Linked DNA regions of Mus musculus: regions 1 and 2 are each linked to region 3. The links are chromatin contacts, called in public Hi-C and HiChIP or PLAC-seq maps. All regions are on one chromosome and are shown on one strand. Each heading gives the region's core, a stretch centred on a gene start, on an enhancer-like site or on the middle of the called end of the contact. The rest is flanking DNA. Distances are from core to core; before and after follow the strand shown. Region 1 overlaps Babam2 (BRISC and BRCA1 A complex member 2). Region 2 overlaps Babam2 (BRISC and BRCA1 A complex member 2). Region 3 has its middle 7.5 kb from the start of Gm36732.

Region 1 (3,853 bases), core at 358-2,857, 240 kb after region 3:
TGCATTTGACTTGCCTAAGGCTGTTCTGGTTATTAGGCACACTTGGATTTTCATTATTATTATTTTTTTTAATTGTGCTACATTCTTCTGGTGTTTGACTGATGGTTTGTATCAAATGGGTTGAGACTACACACAGTGACAGTATTTTGTTTTTTTTTGTTTTTTGTTTTTTACAGAAATAGGCTGTCTATATCTGAACTTGATATTTATACCCAGTATTTACACACGTACATATATGTCAGTGTCAGATTAGACACTGATACTTTTGTTCAATAGACTCCAGTGCATACAATGAGCCTGGCCTTCTTGATGGACAACACCCACTCTCCTCCCCTCCCCAGTACCCAAGGATGAAAATTACTCTGAACTGCTAAAGTATGAGTTTGTTCCAGACATTTACACCCTTGACTCCTTAGAATTCTCAAGTTATGGGTCTTAAAAAAAAAAAAAAACTAAAATGTGAATAGAGGTACAATGAACAAGCTATCCCGGTTACTAGGAAAATTCTGCAAAGACTTTCTGTTATTAGTGTTTATATTCCACCAAAGAATATGCAAAGTATAGTAATGGATCCTATCCAAAGAAACAGAAAGCTGCAGAACAGAAAGACAATGGGAAAGCCAACACAAGCAGAAACCGTAGACACATTCCTAACAGTGTTACTGTGGCCTACAAAAGTTAACACGCCTTTTCCAAAGTTTTTATTTATTTACTTTTAAATGCCAACAAAGCAGTTGGGAAAGGGAAACAGAATTGGATTATCCTACGTTGAGGTAAAGCTCAGTGGTGCAGACCTTGCTTGAGCCCACAGACCCAGGGTCAGTCTAGACAACACGGTGAGACTCTGTCTAAAGAGCAAAACAACAGGAAGAAGGAAAACAGCCTTTGAATTCCTCTGTATTTGAGCTGTGCTTGTCCTCTTGGTTAGAGCTCAGTTTCTCTGATGCATAGGAGCCCCTTTAAAGCAACTCACTGTGAGGGAACAATGGGGATTAGTCTCGCTGACCAGGACAGTAACAGTTCTGTTCATCTGGGAACGTTTCAATGTTCTCGTTCAAAAACAATGTAAGCAAGTCAACTGGGTCACCATAAACTAAGTTCTATCCAAGAAAGTCTTAGAACGCCTAGAGAGAGGTCAACACTCATCTTAACCCAGAGGACCACTATGAACCTATTCCAAAAACCTCTGAGAGACGCAAGCGCAGGACTTGGGACGTGAATGCTAGGCCTTTTGCTTAAACTCCACATGGCTCCTGGTTGCTCTCACCTAAGCTCAAGGGCTCTAGCAGCATCTGTCTCTAGTGACCCTCTCACAGGAATGCTCACCACAGTTCTTCCTGAGGCTAGCCCTTAAGTCTCTTCCGGCTCTCGTTTCTCTGATGCCTCAAATCTGTGTCACAGGTCCTCACAGGTGTTCCATTGCCCCTCTGCAAGGTCCTGGTGGAGCACCTGTGACACTGCGCCCCACCCCACTGGGATGTCAGCTTCTTAGTGGTGGTGACTCATCTGTCTTCCTCCTTTATTTCTCTGCCTTAAAGGCCCTGACACCTGGCAGGCACTTAGCAATATCTGTTGATGAAATAAATGAAGCAAAATGAGGAAGCAAAGGAGGGAAGAAAAGAGGCAAGAGGAGGAAACTGCTTCTGAAGGAGCAGGACAGAGTGTCTGGGTTTTAGTGATGTCACCTGTTTCCACACAGAAGTTACATCACAACACAGCCTTATTTTCTTCTTGTAAATGACAATGATTACGCATCTTTGGCTTTTCTCGAACAATGGATGAGCAGATTCTGAGTTCATCCTGAGGATGAAGATAGAAACAACTCCTGAATCTGCAGGCCACATTAGAGCTTTTATGGAGTAGCCATGTGACTCATGTCAGTTCTTGTAGGCAGAGAAAGTAGTTCATATGTTCCCCCATCCCCTTTCCCAATCAGTTTCATTATGTAGTCCTTGCTAGCCTGGAATTCTGCTATGGGACCAGGCTGGCCTTGAACTTACAGAGATCTATCTGCCTGAGCCTTCCTAGCACTGGGATTAAAAGTGTGCACCACTACATTTAGCTACTATTCTCATTTTACAAACAACTGAAGATCAGTGGCTCATGGCTCCCCCTTAAAGAGGTCTCAGGCCTGTGAGGGCTGAGCTTGGGCTCCTATAGCACAGCATAGAGCCCATCACCTTGCCCACCATCTGTGAAGCATGGGCTCAAGAGGACAGAAGTACTAGGGTCTATCTCAAGTAAATAAAAATTGAATCAAAATTTAATTTTGTAAAGTGCCCCAATTCACTCTCCATAGAGAATAAAACCAGAAATATATATTCCTTATGAACAATTTTCTCCAGACAAATGCAAACATCAGCTAAGAACAAGAATAAACTGGAGCTACTAGAGGCTGGGGAACAAAGAACCACAAGGTCTGATTACCTGGCTTTTCTACCTACTTTAATGTGTGACCTCCTGCCACAGGACACTGGCCTCACTGGAACTATTTCTTGGAATTCTGTCATTATGCAAATAGAAATGATCCTTTAGACAATCACTTTTTCCCTTTTTTGTACAACACTAAGGAACAAATGATGTGAAGTTAACTGTACATTTTCAAAACCCAAAATTTTAATTAGTTCTGACATATGTTTACATCCAGGAAACCACAATCAGGACAATGAACACATCCAGCATCCCCCGAATTTTCCTCTTGCTCTTTGTCATCAGCCCCTCCCACAACTTCGCTATCCCCATCCCCAGGCAACCAAGGGTCTGCTTTCTGTCATCAGGGCTTAGTTTGCATTCTCTAGAGTTTTATACAAATGGAATCGTGCAGCTTTTTTTTTTTTTTTTTTTTTTTGGTCTAGTTTCTTTCAGTCAGCATAATTATTTTGAGATTCCTCTCCTTGGTTGCATCAGTAAATCATTCAGTTTTACAGAGTAGCCTATTCCACTGTTTGGTTATTCTGCAATATGTTTAGCCACTTTCTGTTGATGGTTATTTGGGTGGTTTCTATCTTTTGGCTATTATAAACAAGCCTGTGATGGGGCCTGGCACCATGGCTTAGCACTTGGGAGGCAGAGGCAGGCAGATCTCCGTGACTTCAAGGACAGCAGCCTGGTCTAGACTGAGTTCCAGGATAGCCATGGCTATAAAGGAAAACTCTGCCTCAAAAAAACAGAACAAATAAAAAAAAGAAACAAGTAAGTAAATAAGCCTGTGATGACCACTCATCTAAAGTTTATTTCTATGAGGACATATGCTATCATTTCTCCTCATTAAGTTCCTAGGAGAACAACTATATGGCAGGCATATATCTAACTCTGTAGGAGCTTCAAGCTCTTTTATTTTCTTTTCCTCTAAATAGAAGTACAACTCTAAGCGAGAGTTCTAGCTTTATATCCTCGCCACACTAGTTTTTGTCAGTCTTTCTAATTTTGGCAATTTTAGTGGATGTAATGTGTTCTCTTTGTGGTTTTAGTTTTTATTTCCATGGTGATCACAATATCTATCTATCTATCCACCCATCCACACACCCACTCACCTACGGATCTGTCCACCTACTCAAAAAAGAACTTTTATCTAGGAAATATAAATAACCTTTATAGCATATAAATTAGATGACAAGTACTTTCATAAAATTAAGGTAAGTAGATAGATAGATATATAGATAGATAGAAATACAGATGATAGAGTCAAACAGCACATGTTTTTTGTAATTTTCTTCTCCCCACTCTCTTCACTTACTGTTTTGTTTTTCTAACAGTGCCTTTGAATGGCAAACATCTTTATTTTGATGAAGACAACTTATTGATCTTTCTTTTTTGTTTTAAGTTAATTTATTTTTTACACTCCATATCCCAA
Region 2 (3,745 bases), core at 540-3,039, 180 kb after region 3:
AGCATTATCAGCCTGGTATGCAGAACTGTCTGTGTTCTGGCCTCTGGTGACCTTTCCAATGGAATCTCTCACCACTCCCCGGGATCCACCAGACACTTGAGAAATTGGAGTCATTTGCAGTTCTTCACAAACACTTGACCATTTCTTCTCTCAGGATCTTTGCTTGTGCTAATCTGTCTGCCTAAAGTGCTCTTCCAGCCCTCCTGCTTTAGTAAGTTGGGTGTCCTACCCCGTGTTCCCATGATAGCTGGTGGATACCTAGCATTATACTTTAAAGAATGTTTCATTGTTAAGTTGTGTTTGTTTGGCTTTTGAGACTGAGTCTCATTGTACACTTGTGATCCTAGCCCCTGAGCCTCCCAAGTGTGGGCATTACAGGTATGCACTATCATGTCTGTATGGTTTATATGTTCATTTGCCCCAAGAATGTGAGCCATTTCAGAGAAGATCCCAAGCATCCTGGCATCCCCATGGCTTAAAAATGCCTGAAGCACAAGAAGGTCAAATGACTGTGCAATGAGTAGACACCTTCGCAGGTCTACCTGGAGGCCACAGGGAAGAAGGAAGAAAGGGAGGGGTGGGGGAAGGCAAGGAAGGAGGAAGAAAAGGAGGCATAGAGCAAGGAAGAAGTAAGACAGCGTCTCTCCATCTATCTCAGTGCTGGATTTGAACTCGGGCCCTCATTCATAGTAGGCAGACACTCTGACTGATATTCCCAGCTCTCCATTTCTTGATAATATGATCATGTATCTAAAAATCCTAAGGAATCAACTAAAGCTCAACATAAAAGCAAAAATAACTGCCTTCTCTGAAAGCTCATGGTATTTAGAATATGCTAATCTGGAACTCACTATGTAGCCCAGGCTGACCTGAAACTCACATGGTCCACTAATATTTTTACAAAGATACTAAAGCAATTCAGTGGGGGAAATTGGGTCTTTTTGATCAATGTTTCTAGAATGAAAATTAAAAAAAAATATATACAAATCATGTCCCTCACTTCACACCATACATAAAGTTGAGGCAGAATACAGACCTGTATTCATGAATTAAAACTATGAACTTTCTACAAGGAAACAACTTAATTAGGGTGGGCTCTCTGCCTACCATGCTGCTACTGCTGCTCAAAGCTTGTCGAGGAGAAGTCTGGACTTCCAGTGATACCATCTCAAAAAAATTAATTTAATTTAGGAAAATTTGAATTGGATTAGGTGACTTAATTAAGCAGGATGCAAAAAAATGTTCTATAAAATTAAGAAGTGATAAAAAGAGACCTCATAAAAATTGTAAATGTAGTTTTTGGAAAGATGCAGTTAAACAAACAAACAAATAACAAATGGCTCTGTTAAAGTTTATAGAACACGTTACTGACAAATGGATCCCAGCCAAGTTTATAAAGAATTCTTAAGTCATAGATAGGGATAAGGCCCCATGGTATAGCATTTGCCCAACATGCTGGAGGCTCTGTGTTTGATTCCCAGGACAAGGGGAGGGGAGCTCAAAAACTGAAAAATGAGATAATAACATGCCAATTAAAAACAGAAAAAAGATTTCAACAGACCCTCCCATTTCCCACACACTCCCTCGGTGGTTAGCACACAGAGCACTCAGCAGCACTGCACATGAGGGATTGCATATTAAAAACCCCAGGACAGTCTCTCAGACCCCACTGTGGCTGCGATTAGAGACTGATGATAGCGAGAGCCGGAAGGCATGCGAAAGAACAGAAACCTCACGCTCTGTCGGGAAGACTGTAAAGAGTCACACTGCTTTACAGCATGGTGGTGGATGACTGAGTTAAACACACACTGGATGGGTGACTCAGCATTCCTACCCCACAGTTAACTAAGCAGAACTAAAAGCATTGTCAAAACAAAGATCTCCCTTAAATTACATCCAAGGAGCACTATTCGTAATCACCAGATACTGCAAAAAAACCAATATTCACTATCTGGGGTGGAATACTACTCAGTAACCAACAAGGACGCAACTCTAAAACACATAAGCCAACATGTACAGACCTCAAAACACACTATACAACAGAAAACAAGAAAAACATTATATCCGTGTGGTCCCACTATAAAGCAAATATTGTAAATTCTATAGTAGCAGAGCTGACAAATACATTCTGTAACTGCTAAAAATTCTATTCAAAGCTGACGTAAAGATTGAATGGCTCATAGTCTAAGTGAGGTAGCTAGTAACTCTCTGCAATGTCAGGTATTACATAGGGTAAGATCTTGCCTCTTTTAAGGGTGAATTGATACTCTTAACAGTTTCTTACCTCAGCAGATTTTCTTAACCATACTCTGAAAAGAAAAATAGAAGGTGATGTCCATAACTGAGGACCACCGCTTTTCTTTAGGGACACTTCCGAGATTCAGGGATCCTGTTTTGGATCCTGATCTGGACAAGCTAGCTGTAAAGACAATATGTCCGAGGGACTGGAGGGATGGCTCAGTGGTGGAGAGTGCTACTGATCTTCCACAGGATCTGGATTCAATTTTCAACACACGTCAGCAGCTTTACACTGTGTGTAACTCCAGACCCAGGGGATCCAGTACCCGTTGGACTCTGTGGTCACCTGCATGCATATAATGCACACAATCTCATGCACAAGAATAAACCTTGCAAAGAAGAAGGCATATCTGAGACCAACAGGGAAGCTTATAGGCAGACTGAGAATTACCTGACGTTAAAGAATTAGCTATAAGAATGTAGGATGCATTCCTTAGAAATCACCACTGTTAGAGATACACACAGATGCATACGGAAGTATTCATAGACGATACAAGAGATGTGGTTTACACTTGCTTCAAAATACTCCAGAGAATTCTAAAAGCAAATGACAAGGAGGTTTGGGAGAAGAGACAAGAGACAAAGCTGCAGTGCAGGTGTTGCACACACAAGGAGCCTGGGCGACTTCTGCTTTCACCTGTGCTTGTTACTTTCTCTATTGCTCGTGCACTGGGGCGTGATCTCACGTTCTTGCATGTGCTTGGCAAGTGTTCTACCATAAGCTATACAGACAGCTTACTTTTTACATTTTGAGATGGGACTCAGGTTGGTCTTGAATGTACATTGTACCGGATCCTTAGCATGGACTTGTGGGTCCTTCCAGCCTCAGACTCCTGATGTAGCTGGAATATAAGCTGGTACCACTAGGCCTTGCAGTGTTTTTTTATTTTAATTTTTGATTACATGCAATATTTGGAGGGGGCACACACGTAGAGGTCAGAGGAGAACTTTTGGGGTCAGTTCTGTCCTTTTACCATGTAGAGATCAAGTATAGGGGATTAGACTTAGTGGCAAAGAACCTTTTCATCTGCTGAGCCATCTTGCTGGCTCAATGCTCTTGTTTGTAAGGAGTCCTAGGTGCTCACAGTACGTCCACCACACAGAACTGCTTGCACCGTACTTAGCGAATAACCAATGGTGAGTGCGTAAAGGAGCACACACTTGGCCACAGTTCAACTCCTGCCCCTTGTCCTAGACCAGGGCCACTCCCACATCTGTATCACCTCCTGGGCCTGGGCGATTATGGGATCTTGCAGGTCCCTCTGAACTCTGTGTGATGAACCATTAGCCACATTCACTGTCTATGCTGAGTTTCGGACACTCAGTTGCTCATTAATTCTTTCATTAAACCATATAGTTTGTTCTTTCTATGGTCAGAGTGAATTTTTATCTCCAGCTTGTATATTTATGTTTCTCAGGAAGAGATCACAACTGCCACCACTAGGAA
Region 3 (3,550 bases), core at 831-3,330:
ACACAGGGGATTTTAAAAGGAGAGCTTCTGTTTGGGGAGGGTTGCAGTGTCTCCCAGAAAACCATCTTGGGTGCAGAGGGGAGGGGCTGGGGCCTGGGGCCTGGGGCCTGGGGGACTGGCTGCAAACTCACACAACAGAAATTTACTTTATTGAAATTCTGGAGGCCTTCCGAGATTACAACCAGCCAACTTTCCCCTTGTCTTTCCCTTGTTGTTCCTCTGTTTGTGTCCAAATCACAAGCCGTGCGTGGTAGCTCACTCCTGTAATCCCAGCACTGAGGAGGCAAAAGTCAAATACCACAAGTCTGAGCCAGCCTGAGCTACATATAGTGAGTTCCAGGCCAGTCAGGGTTACACAGTGAGAGTTTGTTTAGAAAACCAACAATACAATAAAAGGATATTGGCCACATTGGAGTAGGTAATTATCTCTTTAAAGGCCTTTTCTCAGCTAGGCACATACCTGTAATCCCAGCACTCAGGTTGTTAGATATTTAGGGTCATCTTCACTTATATATTGAGCTTTAGTCTAGCCTGGGCTACATGAAACCCTGTCTCAAAACAAAAAAAACAAAAAACAACCCCCCCCAAAACCCAAATAAGTAAATAAATAAACCATAAATACAAAATAAATGGCCTTTCTCTAAATACTGTCATATTCAAAGGTCCTGGGGCCTTTGGTCGCAATATGTAAATCTGGAGGAATAAAGGCAATGACCCCCTGCCAAGTCTTTCTGTTTCATTAGTGTCTGCAGTTAGAATCCTGAATGAGGTCATCACAGGGCTTTCTATAGAAGAGTGGCAACGGCCACAAAGCCACCAGACCTGGGTTCCCATCTTGCTCCTTCACTTAAGTATCAAGACGATATAGCCCCAGTTCCCTCAGAAACATGAGGAAGATGACATCGGCATCACAGGCAACATAGGTGATGATCCATCCAGAAAGTTCTTTAGTGTAAGCGGCAGTGTCAAGCCCAGGACACAGAGAGTGCGCACAAGATGCAAGGTCTTTTCCTAAGCATGGTCTTCTCCTGGAGATTCTTCCCACAGGAAACTAAGGATGTTTCCTAAGACCTCTCTGGAGAGGAATCAGGTAGGAGGAAATCTAAGACGCAAAGATAAGTAAGATACCAGGTCCCCTGTCAGCTGACAGGGGACCTTAACCCCTCAAGCTGGGGGCGCTAAGACATTAGGGCACCTTGCAGACTATGGGCAGAATTACTAACCTTTATTTGACTCAGGATCTTCTGGTCCAGTGCTGTGTCCAAAGGACTCTAAGCTAGGTGTGGTGGTGGCTGCCTATAATTTCACAGTATTAGATTAAAAGCAGCAGAATTAAAAGCTCAAGGCCAGCCTTGGATGTTATAGGAGCCTGTCTGGAAAACCAGAGGACTGGGTGTGGGGATGGGGGGTGGGGAGGCCAGGGGGTGAGGGGGGGCAGAGTGACTCTATTTCAAAGGTCTGTCCTGAACTTGAAGCCCATCCACAATCACTCACTCTTGGGATTTCAAAGTATGACGGAAGAAACAGGGTCAGGTCCAGGTTGAGCCCAATTTGGAATCTCAGAGAGGAAAAGAAGCCAAAGTTGGCAGGGACTTCATGTCAGAGGAAATCTTCCTAGCCCATAGTGAGGCCGGACTGGGAAAGAAGGGCTCTGCTTTCGGATCCCAGCCTTGTATTTCCTGTTGATGGAGCACTGGGAAGCCTATAGGCCAAAGTGGGAATCAAATACTTGATAGCATGCGTTATCGTTACTAAGTCTGATCAGAGTCCACTGGCCCCTCTTCTGGCTAACACACTCCCTGGATACTGGGGGTGGGGTGAAGAGACAAGTCCTGGCAGCTTTGGATTCTGCTGTCCCTACACTGCCAGCTCGATGTGTAGCCGCCCACTTCAGAGCAGAGTCAGGGTGCATCTTTTCTTAAGAAGTGGAGCATTTCCTGTTTTGGAGGAGGAGGGATGGGGCTCTTCCTGGACCACATTGCCTCTTCAACCCCTCCACCCCCCCCCCACCACACCTCCCTCCCTGAGTTACTCACTCCTGGAAATAGGGCTGATGACATCGAGATGAGTCAGAGGCTCACGCGCGTCATGGCCCGACTGCTGGGAGGGTGAATGAGTTCAGTGCTCCCTAGACCACAGCCCTAGATGTGCACCAGGAGTCCAGGCAAGGCAACAGGCCTGGGGGCGGTGTACATGTCTGTACTTGTGTGTGTGTGTGTGTATACATGTGTGTATATGTGTGTGTGCGCGCAGTTGTGTGTGTACGTGTGTATATGTGTATGTGTGGCATGGCAGGAGGAGGCTAGCCTTTATTTAGCAATGAATTACATACAAGCCCTCATCCATTGCTCTCTCTTCCTAGCCCCTGAGTGATGCTAGCCTTTCTCAGCAACAGGTAACAACCCTAATGTCTTTCTAGGCAAGTAGGCTCAGAGGACTAACCCCTTGGAGAACTACCTGACTTCTTCTGACCAAATTACCCAGCTCTGCCCCAGCACAGTGAGGTATAGCAGCAGTCCTGAAACTGGTGGTCTAGCCTCAGCTTCTTTAGAAGGGCCCCTACCCCAGGGATTACCCTTGCAGGGATATGTATTCAGTGAGGGGGGGTGTGTTTATACTTTGAGGGATGCCCTAATTCACAGTGTCAGTCAAACACACACTTTAGGTCTGTTTTCCGTTTTCCATGTGTCGCATTTTGGAACATTTAGCGGACATAGGATCACTGCAAAGGAATGTATTAATTCAATGCATTTTGAAATGTCTCTTTAACATTCTTGGAGTTACAGTGCAAGCTGAGCATACTAATAGAGGCAAAACAACACGCAAGCTAGACTCTCCTGGCACTTGGTAAATAGGGCTGAAGTACCAGTTTCCCCATACCTAACATGGGTGTAGCCAGGGCACAAATGGTATGGAAAATAACACCAGGACCGTGAAGCAGGAGGCAGCCCCACCTCTGAGTTCTCTCTTTTACCCTCCCCAAACAGCCACTGCTCCAAACATTGCTCCTCACAGACCTTGAGGACTGCTGCTTGGACCCTTTAGGATTTCCTTCCAGTTGATCTAAACGAGAATGGAACGAAACCTCTCAGGATAGAGGGGTTAGAATTCAGAAGAATGCATTTTGATTTGGGTATGGGGCACACACCTGCGATCCTGGCACTTGGGAGGCTGAGGAGAGAGGATTATTGATTTGAAGTTGGCTTGAGCCACATAGTGAGATCCCCTCTTTCAAAATGAACTGATTGATGGCACTTTGATATCTCAGGCATGGGCTAGGACAGCAAAGAGAACGAGGATTCAACTCTCCAGGGCTCCCCTAGTGTCATGTCATTAGCTCCAGTGCAATCAGAGGGGACAGACTGTCCCCAGCTCACATTCTTCAGTGTCAGGCGGGGTTTACTAGGGATGTCCTACAGGGTGGGAAGAAACCGTGAGTAATCTACTCAGTGTATAAGAGGTAAAATTCTTTCCCCTGTAACCCAGTGAAGACTCCTGATGCTAGAAAAGTTAAACAAACAAACAACTCCATTGGTAGAGTCAGGATCCC

What was found. HiChIP or PLAC-seq counts read pairs in DNA pulled down with a chosen protein or histone mark. A called contact is a pair of places that touch in the nucleus more often than the background predicts.
Region 1: a contact with region 3 is called in a Hi-C map of erythroblasts, with 2.9 times the contacts expected there. The contact joins two enhancer-like sites. A contact is called at or near these places in 6 of 484 Hi-C or Micro-C datasets (the N1E-115 cell line, bone marrow-derived macrophages, epidermal suprabasal cells and 2 more), 8 of 115 datasets of contacts at active chromatin or transcription factors (CD8 T cells, acute myeloid leukemia, embryonic stem cells and 4 more) and 1 of 9 other capture datasets (embryonic stem cells).
Region 2: a CTCF HiChIP or PLAC-seq map of the NIH/3T3 cell line shows a contact between it and region 3, with 7 read pairs. The contact joins two enhancer-like sites. A contact is called at or near these places in 1 of 39 promoter capture datasets (hippocampal neurons), 1 of 15 datasets of contacts at CTCF or cohesin (the NIH/3T3 cell line), 5 of 484 Hi-C or Micro-C datasets (the HL-1 cell line, Th2 cells, adipose-derived mesenchymal stem cells and 2 more) and 6 of 115 datasets of contacts at active chromatin or transcription factors (CD4 single positive thymocytes, CD8 T cells, Th17 cells and 3 more).

What each region holds. Positions count from the first base shown.
Region 1 is chr5:31,954,260-31,958,112 of GRCm38.p6, reverse strand. All of the region lies in intron 7 of Babam2 (BRISC and BRCA1 A complex member 2), which reads right to left. Among named protein-coding and RNA genes, the nearest start is that of Gm52770, 43 kb to the left of the region's middle. Within about 2 kb of position 1,607, at least 43 of the 459 cell types and tissues checked have an H3K27ac peak or open chromatin away from gene starts, as enhancers often do. A contact at or near this core is called in the N1E-115 cell line and erythroblasts, where this site is marked.
Region 2 is chr5:32,014,200-32,017,944 of GRCm38.p6, reverse strand. The region is part of intron 10 of Babam2 (BRISC and BRCA1 A complex member 2); the gene reads right to left. Among named protein-coding and RNA genes, the nearest start is that of Gm52770, 17 kb to the right of the region's middle. Within about 2 kb of position 1,789, at least 38 of the 459 cell types and tissues checked have an H3K27ac peak or open chromatin away from gene starts, as enhancers often do. A contact at or near this core is called in the HL-1 cell line, the NIH/3T3 cell line and pancreatic cancer cells, where this site is marked.
Region 3 is chr5:32,190,756-32,194,305 of GRCm38.p6, reverse strand. No RefSeq gene overlaps it. Among named protein-coding and RNA genes, the nearest start is that of Gm36732, 7.5 kb to the right of the region's middle. Within about 2 kb of position 2,080, at least 142 of the 459 cell types and tissues checked have an H3K27ac peak or open chromatin away from gene starts, as enhancers often do. A contact at or near this core is called in the HL-1 cell line, the N1E-115 cell line, the NIH/3T3 cell line and 2 more, where this site is marked.